Linked DNA regions of Mus musculus: region 1 is linked to region 2. The links are chromatin contacts, called in public Hi-C maps. All regions are on one chromosome and are shown on one strand. The core of a region is the stretch at or near the end of the contact, and the rest is flanking DNA. Distances in the headings are between cores, read along the strand shown.

Evidence for each region. Hi-C and Micro-C count contacts between places; a contact is called where the count stands out from the background.
Region 1: a contact with region 2 is called in a Hi-C map of cerebral cortex, with 2.7 times the contacts expected there. The contact joins two enhancer-like sites. A contact is called at or near these places in 1 of 39 promoter capture datasets (hippocampal neurons), 2 of 484 Hi-C or Micro-C datasets (cerebral cortex and nephron progenitors), 1 of 115 datasets of contacts at active chromatin or transcription factors (neural progenitor cells) and 1 of 9 other capture datasets (embryonic stem cells).

The regions. Positions count from the first base shown.
Region 1 is chr7:117,104,932-117,112,201 of GRCm38.p6, reverse strand. No RefSeq gene overlaps it. Among named protein-coding and RNA genes, the nearest start is that of Gm39075, 120 kb to the left of the region's middle. Within about 2 kb of position 3,606, at least 22 of the 459 cell types and tissues checked have an H3K27ac peak or open chromatin away from gene starts, as enhancers often do. A contact at or near this core is called in cerebral cortex, where this site is marked.
Region 2 is chr7:116,956,479-116,963,072 of GRCm38.p6, reverse strand. No RefSeq gene overlaps it. Among named protein-coding and RNA genes, the nearest start is that of Gm26054, 7.1 kb to the right of the region's middle. Within about 2 kb of position 3,357, at least 4 of the 459 cell types and tissues checked have an H3K27ac peak or open chromatin away from gene starts, as enhancers often do. A contact at or near this core is called in cerebral cortex, where this site is marked.

The DNA.
Region 1 (7,270 bases), core at 2,357-4,856, 150 kb before region 2:
TTTATAATGCCAAAATCAAGCCTGAAGAGATAGCTCTGTCTCTAAAATCTCTACCTTTCAAGTATAAGGACCTGACTTTGATGCACAGAGCTCACGGGAGGGGGGTGGTACAGGTGAGGGAGCCTGTAATGGCTTTGCTAAGGACATGGAGAGGCAGATATCTGGGACTTGCTAACCAGTGCAGCCTAATCTACAAGGTCCAGGACAGTGAGACACGGTCTCAAACAACAATGCAGAGTGTCTGAGGAATCTGTTGAGTTTGACTTCTTGTCTCCACCTGTGTGTGTACCTGCACACATAAATAACATCACATACTAATACTGCCCCTACCAGCCAATAATGCCCTATAAAGCCTCCATACAAATACTGTCCAGTACATAAATACTGCCTCCACAAGCACTCCTCACACAAATACCCCCACAAAAATACCCCTCACATAAATATCTCACACAAAATATCATACACACAAATACTGCCCCCACACAAACACTGGCCTTACACAATACCCCTGCACAAATACTTCTCTCCCCCATAAATTCCACACCTACATATATCTACGCCCCCATATACCCCCTCGTACACAAATAGACATTTCAAAACAGAGGATGCCTTTGCTAACATTGTAAAGAATAGCTCTTGCCTATCGCCAGCTGACAGTGGAGCAAGTCATCAGACAACAGAAACACTCCTGCAGAGCTCCTGGACCACACAAAGCACCACCTTTCCAATAGGTCTGGACATTGAAGATGACAGTAGAAAAGCAGAGGTTTGGACAATGCTAACTTGAAGCACTGGTACGGGCCTGCGTCTTCATCGTGCCTATATCCAGCCCCATGTGCTTTTTTGTGTTCTTAGTGTTACTCACCTCATAAAGCAAAGCGAGTTTACACAGGCAAACAGAGAGAGGACTTGCTATCAGGGAGTCAGGACTAAACCACTTCAGTTCTTAGTCTCACATGGAAACGAGATGAGTGGAAAACTCAGAAAACACACTAACACCAACTGAGGAATAGTCATAACTACCATGGGATTCAGAAATCCAGAGGATAGTGATATGTACATATGAACCATACATGTGGTTTTGTGTGTGTGTGTGTGTAAATATATACACACTTATATGTGTGTTGACATGCTAATGTGCTCAAATGGAGCCCTCAGAAGAGCATTTGGGTGTCATTCTCTAACACCATCGCTACTGGATGCCCAGCTGTTTATATGACTGCAGGATCGGATCCCATTCTCCAGACTGTGCAGCGTGGCATGCACTCAAAGTGCTGAGCCCATGAGTTCTTTTAACTGGAACATCTTCCTTGCTGCTCCAATCAATAGCAGAAATTCCACACCTAAATCTAATTATATTAGTGCCTGTTATCCCCTGGAGCCTCCAAAATGTATGATCAGGCTACTAAAATTATATTTATGTAAAATAATTTACATAATGTACACACATGACTTAGGTAATTTAAATACATCAGTATATAACCACACCCTATCATCTCTGCAGCCATCTCGGGCTATTTACTTACAGGTGGTACTTTTCCACCCTGACGAGAGACCTGTTTTTCTCCACTCTCTCTTGCAGACCCCGTTGACTGATTGGCAGACTGGGTCAGCTATACACATAGGTAAAGGGATATAAAGACACTTGTCAACATATATATGCAGGTTAAATCGTATAGGGAATGCACAGAAAGATGCATGGGTTAAGTATAGTGATATTTGGTTTTCGGTGTTTGGGATGTTCTTTCCTTTCTGTATTCAATAGTACTTTTTAAAACTTAATATACTGGAGCTGCCTTCAGCCCTTTAAGAGGACCAGAATGGCATCCATGATAGGTAATTTAAAACAACCAGCTCCAAAGGATTCAACACCCTCTTCTGGTGTTCAAGGATGCTGCATACATATAGCATACATTCACACAGACAGACAGACTCATATATAAATAAAATAAATAAAAAATTTTAAATGCCTGGGCTTAGTGGCACATTTCTTTAATCCCAGTACTTGAGAGGCAGAGGCAAGCAGTTCTCTGTGGGTTTGACACAAGCTTGGTCTACATACATACTTTTCTCAGAAAATAAAAGCTTGACAAACCATTCATTAAAAATGCACTGGGTGTGAAATTGGTCTTTATGGATATGTAGAATAAAATAAACATGGTACCACTCAACCACATAAAAATGCAAAACGGAAAGAACAATATAAATGAGCATTTATCCCCCAATGATGCACAAGATTTTATTCAATACCTAAAATTCAAAGGAACTTGAAATATGTTTTCTTCTTTTTAATAAATCTACTCGAGATAGGTGTTTGGTAGGTTGCTCACTGATGCCAATCATACATAAATATGTGTATTGCATAGGAAAATTGGAACTGGAGAGATGGTTCAGTGGGTATGGTCCTTTCTAAGAAGTATGAGGACTTGAGTTTGGGATCCAGAACCTATATCAGAAACCAGGCAAGGGAGCACATGTGGGTTATCCTAGGGCTTGGAAGATGGAAGAGACAGATGGGCACCTAAGGTTTGCTGTTCAGGCAGCCTAGACTCCAGGTTCAGTCAGAAACCCTGTTTCAAAGCAGAAATGATGGCTAATTGCCCGAGGAACAATATGGACATTGTTGTCTGGGCTCTGAAGTCTCTAGTGCCCACACATATGCACCTGTACTTCACAAGCACCCATACACAAACATATGCACAAATTAAATATATGTCTTACACAGAAAAAATATTCCAAAGATTATCTTGCTGAGGCTGGCAAGGTGGCTCAGAGGGTAAGAGCCCTTGCCACCAAGCCTGATGCCCTGAAGTTGATCTTCCACATGGTGGAAGGAGAGAACCAACTCCTGCAAATTGTCCTCTGACATCCACATACATGTTGTTGCATGTATACACTCACAAACATACACATGATTGAAGTGGAAACTTAGGGCTCTTTGTGAAGTCGGTTCAGTGGTGTTTTGCTGGGGCAAACGAGTGAAGGAACATTGAGCTGAAGTGGACACAGGTGAAAGGCTGCGGCAGACTCGTGAAGAAAGGTTTAGCTTTAGCAGAACATCCTTTCACCTGTGTCCACTTCAGCTCAATGTTCCTTCACTCGTTTGCCTCAGCAAACCACCACCCAACCGACTTTACAAAAAAAAAAAAAAAAAAAACCAACTTAAGTTTCCACTTCACATGACACATAAAAAAAAATGTTTGAAATGTTATCTTTCTAGCCAATTAGTTATCATTCAAGCAGAAGAAGAGGTCAATAGACTAGAATTAGTTTATGTAAAGAATCAGTTATGATAATATACCTAGACAACCACTGTAATCTAACACAAACTCCACAGGGAATCTGTCACTGTCTGTCTGTCTGTTTGTCTGTCTGTCTATCTGTCTCAGTCCCTCTCATACCCACACACCTTACCAGTGAGCATCTAACATATATAAGCCAGCTTTTTGCTCTTGACTAAGGCATCAGCAACCAAAGCCAACACACTGAGGAAAGCAGAACAACAGCACAAACTTGGATGTTAACGCTGACAAACAAGTGGCAGACAAGAGCTTTGCACATTTTCCAAGCTACACCTTCCCACCCACCACAGGCTGTCAGCAGAACCCCAGCAGGGTGTGAGTCATCTCCACACAGGAGCATAAACAGAGGGGACTCCCCAGGCTAACCAAACACCCTTCAACACCTTCATCAGCCCCTGCTCTGTCGCCACATCCAAATAGGACATTGCCTCTAGCCTGGTCTCAGAGCCTGAGGACATTCTGAGCCTCTCAAAGCCCCTGCGTTCCTCATCACCAATACTGAACTCTTCCATTCTCCAATATCATCCCTGATCTCTCATGCCTGAGTCAAGGGCTCATTCCCTGTTCTTCCTCAGTGTCACACAAGGTCCTTCAGGTATTAGTCCTATCATCCCAGATTCTACACCTAACCCTTCTGATCAGCCACCTCATAAAAGCACTCCAACATCCTATCTGACACATCTTAGCATGTCCAGTGCCTGACTCTGAGCATCCAAACCCACTCTTTTCTTGTGTGTCGCTTACAATGACTGAAGAGAAGAGATGATGACAGGATGAGCCTCTCTTCTAGCCAGGTTTATAACTTTGTCAAGCTCATCTCTGTACTGGAGACAGTTTTCTCAACTAATATTCCTGTGTTCAAATCCTAACTTAGCAGGATGAGTGACTTACTTGACGATACACCTAGGAGTAACTTCTACCTCTTCCAACTCCTGCAAATCCCATGGCATCAGCTGCTACAGCAATCCACCCTACTTAGACTTCGGGTTAGTTGAGGTCACACACCTCCATTTGATGGCTAATTTTCTTTGTCAACTTGATACAATCCAGAATCAACTGGGAAGAGCATCTCAATGAGGAGTGCTCTGAATTAGTTCTCCCTGTGGCCATGTCTGTGGGGGATTACCTTGATTGTGTTAACTGATGTTGAGAGATCCAGCCCACCTGTGTTTGGGTCACAGACTGTGTAAGAGTTCAGAAAGTGAGCTATGACCTCACAGCATGAATGTGTTTGTTCCTCTTTACTTCTGACTGTGGATGTGGTGTGACTAGCAGTTCTAAGTTCCTGCCACCTTGACTTCTAGAATGGGCTGTAACCTGGAATCATGAGTTAGCATAAGCCTTTCTCCCCTAATTTGCCTTTTGTTGGGGCATTTTTATCATGGCAATGGAAATAAAAGTCAGCATCCCCAGGGACCATCTGTGATGATGGAGAACATGGGTCTCTGTCCTGGGTCTCTGTTCATCTTCACTGGCTGGACTGCACAGGTCAGAAAGCAGAACACTGGTAAAGACAATGTCTTGGGTACTACCCAAGCTCACATATTCCACCACTGCCATCTTTTATGGGACTTGTGTTCTAAATTAGTCCAGCAGAAAATGTGTGTTTTCTTGTTCCTATCTGGATGAACTTCATCTGTGAGATGAAACAGGTGACAGCCATCTGCATGCACATTGCCTCTGTACGTGCCTTCCTCGAGACACATCTTTGGGAGAAGAGCTGGGGTGTGAAGCCAACCAACGCCCCATTGCACTCGCTCCCCTCTAACTTTTAGACCTCACTGCATACTCTTTTCCTCTTCCTGCCTGGGCTGAGTCTTGGCGGCTCCTGCAGCAATAAGGGGAGCTATTTCAGGGAAACAGTTGATACTTGGCGAGTCCTCCTACAGACCAGCAATAGCTGTTCGACATGTTAAATGCCTCCCAGATGGAGATGCTTAGCATTTGTAGGAGGAATAATTTGGAAGAGAAAAATGCATTTGTCTTTTGGCATCCTGTGGATTCTGACATAGAAGATAGAGAACACCGTGGGACTTGCCATCCACATGTCAGGGTTTTCTTAGAATTTTGCAAGTGCTGGGTGACCGCACTGCTTCTTCCTCTGGAGCTATCAAGTTCTGGAAAGGGTCACAGCACAGGGAAAAGTGTAAAGAGCTGAGTCTCTGAGGCTTCAGGGTTCCCAGAAAGAAACAACACAGGCTTAGCCTTCTGTCTACCATTGGCAGACGCTATAATCATGTGGACCAGGGGGTTGGGAAGATGGCTCGGTTGTAATGTGTCTGCTGTGTTGTGCAACGACCAGAGCTTGATCCTCAGCGCCCATGGGCATGCACATGAGAAGACAGACAGATTCTGAGGCCTGCTGGCCAGTAAGCATAGTTGAGTCGGTGAGCCCCAGGTGAGGGTGGGGGGCTCAAAACTTAAAGTAGGTAACTCTTGAGGAACAATAACCAAGGTCAATCTTTACCATCTGCATGTATGCACAGGCATATGCACATGTACCAACACACACACACAATCACACAATCACACAGATGTAAGCAGTGTACCTCCACACACATACAATCAATCACACAAACATATGCACATGGACATGCACCCTCCCATATTATACAGTGGTGTGGACCTGATGATCCTTTTGAATCACATCTGTTATATACAGAGAAACTTGAGAAGTCTATGACAAACAAGCAGAGACAGCTAGGGGTTGAGACTCCAGGGTCCTAGCTGTGTTCTGCCTTCAACCTCCTTTGTAGATAAAGCAAACTACCTAACCACCTTGCCTCAATTTCTCTCTGTGTCTCTGATAATGGGTGGGATTAAATAGCTTTTACAGTCTTTTCTAACGTAAGAACTGTGCTATAGCTCTGGCGTCCAAAGGACGGAGGTAACATTATTGATGTGGAGGAATAGTGAAATTGTCCTTTACTGTGAGCTGCCTGATGCAAGAAAGAGAGAACGCCACTGAATTATTCATCATGTCCTACTATTCACGGTGGGGACAGAGTATATCCTTCATTAAAAAAAAAAAAAAGACTTGAATCTACAGCCCCTTTCCTGATTCATCCTCTTTATACCCACAGATCCCCAGGGTGCAAAGAGTCTCACAAGCATGGTTTTCCTTTGGGTAGGCATTTGAAGTGCTAGTGTGGGGGATATGCACAGAGCTTTCGAATGAGCCCAACTCCAAAACCCAGATATATTTTCTTTGCCATAGTGAGGAATTTAGGCAGTCAGAGGGAGTTCCCAGAGGGAACCACCTCCCATGAAAAGAAGCAGCAATCAAAACTGGCTTTGGCAAGGATGCTTCCCACCCAAAGGACACAACCCAAGCTTCCCACCCTCAGCTTCCCAAATTTCAACTCAGGCTTTGATTTATTAGATAAACTAGATGATCCTCTTGTCTGCTCTGCATCACTGCCAATAGTAGGGTCCAGAGAACAAGCGGGTGGCAACCAACCACCAAGTTCACAGGAGTCCTGCTGTCATTTGAAGTGTTAAAGCTCACGGACTTCTGTGAGCTTGGCTTCCTACCACTGTGCTGATTGTATCTACTTTCTCTGAAGGTTAGTTTTAATTGTTAACTTGACACAATCTAGAATCATCTGTGACAAGGTTCTCAGTGAGGGATTGTCTAGATTCAGTTAGCCTGAGGATATTTCTGTGAGAGATTTTTATCAACTGGGTTAGTTGTGGTGGAAAGGCCCACCTTAAAAGTGGATGGAATTGTTTCATATGCTGGTCAGAATTTCATAAAGTGAAGAACAGTAGCTGAGCAGTAAGCATACATGCATTTTATTCTTTTGAGTATGGGCCCACCTTTTGTACTGAGGCCAGCCTGGTCTACGTATCAAGTTCCAAGCCAGCCAGGTCTCCACAGTGAACATTTGTCCCACAAATGACAACAAAAAACCAAAAGGCAACTAGGGGTCTGGGGTGTAATCATGCAAACCTAAAACCCTAGAATT
Region 2 (6,594 bases), core at 2,108-4,607:
TGGAGTTGGTATATAGCTGGGTTTATGGTCAGAGGTGGGGTGTTGAAGTTGCTAATTTCAACGAATTCCCAGAAAAAAAAAAAGTTTGCCTGTTTGTTTGGAAAACTACAATAAAGCCTTCTGCGTTAACAAATTTCTGTATCAAAGCTTTAAAATTCCATTTTACATATGAAGACTCTGTCTTAGGATATCCTCCAAGGGGCTCCTTTCCTAAACTGTAGACCTCGGCTGTAGAAACAGGGACCCAGCCAAGCCTTACCAGATCCACCTCACCCAGATACATCCCCTCACCTCCATATACCAAAAACCCCGCTGCTCTCCATAGAAGGCAGAGAGGTCAAGGCTAACAGACAACTTCAGTTCTTCTGTAGGATTTACCAACTCCCTACCAGTTCTAGTTATATCAGAGAAGCAGGCTTCCCATCTCTCTTTCAACTAAAATGTTTCTCCTCAACTGGGCTCTGAGGCAAGCGAGTGAGAACTTGATTCGGTTTCCTTCTCCTCACTTGATAATGACTGGATGCCACAGGTAGACTTGCCAGAGCTACTGAAAATTTACCTGCTCCAGTTGCAAAGTTTGGCCCAAACTTTTTTTATTTTTTACAAAAATAAACATTAAATAATTTTAAAATCACATTTAAGTGTTTATTTTCCAAGGGAAGGCATGTGCATGCTCACCTTTAAAGTCAGGGGAGATTTTACAGAAGTCCATTCTCCTATTACACGGGTGGGGCCCAGGAATCCACCTCAGATCTTCAGGTTCAGCAGCAAGAACCTTTATCAGCTGAGCTGTCTCACCAGACCCTTACATGGATTTTATCAGTTACATATTCCTAAGTAACAAAGACCCCAAGTATTCAATGGTTTAAAACCAAAGGACTAGGAAGGTGGCTCAGTGCTTACAAATGCTGAATGCTCTTCCAGAGAATCTTAGTTACGTTCACAACACCCATGTGGCAATTCACAACAGCCTGTAACTCCAATTCCAGGAAATATAATGCACATTTCTGGCATCAGTGAGTCCTGGGAACCCACATGGTATAGTTGTATACATGCAAATGAAACACCCATACACACAATAAATAAAAATTTAAAACAATAAGATTTTTGTTATTTCTCATTGGTCTATGACTGAGTGGAGGAAAGCTTTACATATTCTATGGTTGGTTGACTATAGGCTGAAGCAAAAGCTAGCATGCCTTGACTTTGGTTGACTGTTTATATCTTGTGATTGTCAGTTCAGGGCATTGCCACATGTGTCTTGTGATTGGCTAACTATGGGAAGCAGCAAAATCTTACATGCCTTTTGATTGGTTAGCTTCTGTCTAGCAGTTCACTTAACCCTCCTATTGGATGCCAACAGGTTAGTTCATACCTTCTGAGTGGAGTTCCAAGAGCACATGGAGAGGTGAGTAGTATGCCAATTAGACTCAAAACATGATTCCTGTCACCTCCATTACATTATAATAGCTTGGATAATTTCCAGAGTGTTACATACAAATTATATCTCCTGCCAGTTTTTGTTGATACTACTCAATGTGACTGTATTTGGAGACAGGGTTTTGAAACAGGTAATTAATATTTAATAAAGTCATAAGGTCAGGTCTATCATAAAACAGGTCTGGTTTCCTTCTGAGCCACCAAGCAAAGGCCACATGAGAGATGGCAAAGAGAGAGATGCTGTCTAGCAGCCAGTTCGAGCAGTCATACTGGGGCCAAGGCCTGCCCAGGCACCAGGTCAGTGGTATTCTGTTAAGCTCTTCTATAGCAAGCCACACACAAGGTGAACTGAAAAGAGAAGGCGGGAAACACAGACTCCATCTCTTTGTGAAGTGTCTGGGAAGTTATACAGCAAAGGCTGGAAACCCAGAGGAGGAAACATGATGCGAATGTTACAATCAGAGCAGTGCTGGGACCGAGACCCCGCTACCAACTCCACATTAGAATACAATTCATTTGAAAAATGGCCACAAAGATAAATCTGTGTTCACAAGGTCTATGAGCTGCCTTCTTTACTGGATATAGACAGAAACTCATGAAAGATTGCTACTGCTGCTAGCCGTGAGGTGGCTCAGCAGGTAAGGTGCTTGACTCTCAATCCTAGCAACCTGAGTTGCGTCATTCAAGCTCATGTCAAGATGGAAAAAGAGAAGTGACTTCACAAAGTTGTCCTCTGACCACCATATGTGTACTGTGGTATGTGTGCCTATTTTCACACACAAACGTACACACATTCACATATACCATATAAACAAACACTCCCACATACATATACATATATATATTATTCATACACACACATACATAGAAAGTAGATATCCACACATACACATGTATACAGATATACATATATGCACATTCATATACTCAAACACATATGCACAAAAACATATACAAACACATTCACCCACCTCACACACATTCATCCATACACACACACACATACTCACACACACACACATGCACATACACACACACACATACTCACACACACACACGTGCACATACACTCACACATACATGCACACAGATTCACACACATGCACACAAGCATTCATACATGCAAACACTCATACACATGTATACAAACATTCATAGATGCACACACACGGGCACACATTCACATACATGTACACATACTCACATACATACACACATACCTATGGGCACATCTATACATAAACATGAACATACACATACAACTGTACAAACAGAGAGAGAGAGAGAGAGAGAGAGAGAGAGAGAGAGAGAGAGAGATACACAAGAACTAAGGTCCAGAAGTAAGAAGTGCCTTATATGAGTGACACATGCCACTGTTCTGGTTGGAACTATGGGGAAAGAAAAAATAACACAATCCTGCATTTCTTTAAAAGAAAACATTAATGGCTATGAAAGGACAACATGAGAAAAACTGTAGTTTCCATAGTCCATAGACTCAGAGAAAATTTATATCCACATACTTTCTTACAGCTCTACTTGGCACTCTGGAATTGTTACTAAAAGCAGAGGTGAGAAAGACTCACCACTCACAATGTATCACCTTTCCCAGGGGGATGATGCTGATCTCCACAGAGAGGGAGGGCTAGCATGGGAGGGTCAGGGAATCTGACCCAGTGTATGCTGGAGTTTCACCTACGGAAGACTAAGTCAGTGCAGACCAGAGAGAAACCAGAAGGCATGCAGGCTCACTACAAGCTGAGGCAGGGGAGACTTGGTAAAATATCCCTTTGATGCCTTCCAGCTCCATACAGAAGCCACCCTCAGAAGTTCTGGTTGCAGAAAAGAAAGACAGAAGTGAGACATTGGTGGGGGTTTGGAGGAAGAGTAGTCTCCCAATCCCACTGAGCTGGCAAGTGTGTGGCAGAGCAAAGAGCTGCATTCCGAGCGCTAACGACTCCTGGAGCCCAGAGAGACAGGAATAATGTCATCAACACTCACGTTCCAGGTCCCGTGGAAGGAAAGTCGGAGAGTCTGCTCCCACCTACACATCATGTGATTCCAGGGGCGAGTAAAACCCAACAAAAGCCACCGCAAAGCCTGGCTACGCTGAATGATATGGTCAGCCCCTGTTCGGAAAGAACAGTCAGAGCAAAACCTAGGCCAAATTGCAAGGCTGGAGCAAGAGGCATCGCTCCACCAGGCTTTAGCTGGTCCAACAAAGCTATAGACATCAGAAAGCAAAGCACTAGCATGGGGACAGACACACAGGCCTGGGTGAGGGCTCTACGGCCGAATTGTTTACTATGCAAGCATGAAGACCTCCTGAGCCCATGTAAAATCTGTGTGTAGAGGCATGTGACTGTGACCTCAGTCCTGGATGTCAGTGGAGGACGGACAAACACAGGTGGACCCTGGGGATTTGCTGGCCAGCCAATCTAGTTGAAACTATTTCAAAATCAGTGAGAGATTCTGTCTCAAAAAAACAAGTGGAGAATCCTGACATTGACCTCTGACCCTCACATTTGCATACACACTTGTGCTCATGCACACACGTGTATACACACACCCCAGAAACAAAAACAAAACAAAAAACAAAATAGAACTGAAAAACAGCTCCATGAATTTAGTGTTAAGTGATCTGTGGCAACAATGCCAGGTATACAGAGTTGGGCAAAATAGTGGCTTCAATAAATGGTGCTGGGTGGGCTAGCAGGAGGGCTCAGCAGATAAAAGCACTTGACCTTAATCCTAGAAGCCCACAAGTAGCATGAGATAGCTGATTCCTGAGAATTGTCTGACCTCCACAGATGTGCAGTGACACATGTACACATGTGCGCGTGCGCGCACACACACACACACACCAAATGAAATGAGTAAAACTGAATAGTGATAGCAAACAGTACCAATATATCTAAGAATGCAATTGGGCCGAATTCTCATACTACATACAGCAATCAACTAAAGTGATCTTAAAGTGACTTAGACACTACCATTGAAACTGACAAATGAATAGCGGAACACAGGGCCAATGTCCCATGCTGTTGCTCTGGGCAACAATTTTTATCTACCCCTAATGCCACCAGCAATAAAAGCAGGACTAGATAAATAGGACTGCATGAAACTGAAAGGATTTGCACAGCCAAGGAAATGATAACTAGCAGGCAACCAATGGGATGAAGGAAGACATTTGTGAGCCACACAGCTGTTGAGGGATTAATATTCAGAGTCTGTACACTCAATAACGGAAAATGCAGACTTTTTAAAATGGGCAAATGGCCTGAGTTGTCAGTTCTCTAAAGACAGCATTGAAATAGGCAATGGGCATAGGGAACATATGCTTAGCAATGCTAGGAGATGCACATTAATCAACTAGGATGCTGACTCATGCTTGCTAGAATGGCTGGTGTCCAACAGAAGAAATAGAATGCATGTTAGATGTTAGTATTGGACAGTAGATGCAGAGAATCCTTGTAGATTAGTGATGGGACTAAAGATCCTTACCTCTATTATGGAAGACATGATGAAAATGCCTCAAATACGACATAATGGCATTATGATGCACAAGTCCTCATACTGGCAACACAATTCAAAGGCTATTGCATCATTACATTAAGCAATACCTGCTCTCTCACGTTCTCTTTAGAATTATTCATAGTAGTCAAGGTCTGAAAGCAACCTAACTGTCCATCCCAGGCTCAATGGATAAAGAAAATATGGTGTGTAGGGATGATAAAAGACTTTTTTCCAACTATGTAAGGAAACCCTACCATGTGTCACAGAATGGATGGACCAAAGGACCTAAGTGACATAGGACAAATCGATAAATATGGATTCTGTGTGGTCTCATATATTTATATATTCTTAAAAATGTTGAGCCTGGGGAGTAGAGATATTTGGTTCCTGTCAATCATAGTTATAAAATTTCAGCTCCCCAGAAAAATAAGTTCAACAAATCCACCATCCATGATGGTGGTTATAGCTAAAGAAACAATACATTATGTATGAGAAAATTTTTTCAGAGTTCTCTATGCAGAAAAATTTGTATATGAACTAATGTGAACATTTATTATCACATTTTAGTAATTCTACAGCATGCAATATGTCAAAATATGATACATACCATAAATATACAGAATTTTAATCTCCAAAATATAAAAATAAATGTCAAATAGTCTGAATTCCAACATACTCCTAGGACTTAAAAAAATAAACCTCGCTTATGGCCATTATTGATTGATGTTTGCCTTGTGTGGTATGGCCTGCCTGTGAATCCAACACTTGGGACGTGGAGAGAAGATATTTTAGATTTTTTAATTTTGTTTTGGTTTTTTTTTTTTTTTTTTTTTTTTTTTTTTTTTTTTGAGACAGGGTTTCCTCTGTATAGCCCTGGCTGTCCTGGAACTCACTTTGTACACCAGGCTGGCCTCGAACTCAGAAATCCGCCTGCCTCTGCCTCCCGAGTGCTGGGATTAAAGGCGTGTGCCACCACACCCAGCTTGAGAAGATGGTTAGAAATCCTAGTACAGTCTCAAAACAAACAAACAAAAACAAAGCGAAACAGTCCTCCAAAAGAATGTTAAAAAGACATAGGAACCATTTTGAAGGCACTTGCGTCAGTGAAACAGGAGGCAATTTGAGTATTAAAATAAAATGTGGATAGTGATCACACCTATAAAATAAATATGAATGTGTGACCCTGTAGTGATATGGAATAAACTCCTGTTGACAGTCAGAATAGCCTCAAGTGTGACTACCTCCAATACTTATTTCAAGAGAGAAAAACATTACATTCACAGTGTTAAGCCTAACAGAAGCCATCCCATCCACCCCATTGCTGTGACCATCAGACCACAAGAAAGGAAAACAGGATAATGGCCAATTAAGCACAATACCAGGATGGCCTCCTGTGTGTGGTTTTCTGACAAAGCTGCTGAAGTTTAATCTAACCAGAAGGTAATATCACATTGACCCAGAGCACACAGAGCTGTCTCACATCCTGGCCAGTTACAAATGCCAAGGGCAGATGAGAAACTTCTTCAGATGACTGGGCTAATTGGGGCAGAGTTTTTCCTTAGAAAGAGAACTTTGAGGACAGCTGACAGGACTAAGGACGCAGACAAGTCCCTAGCATCCAAGTCAGCATGGTGGCTATTC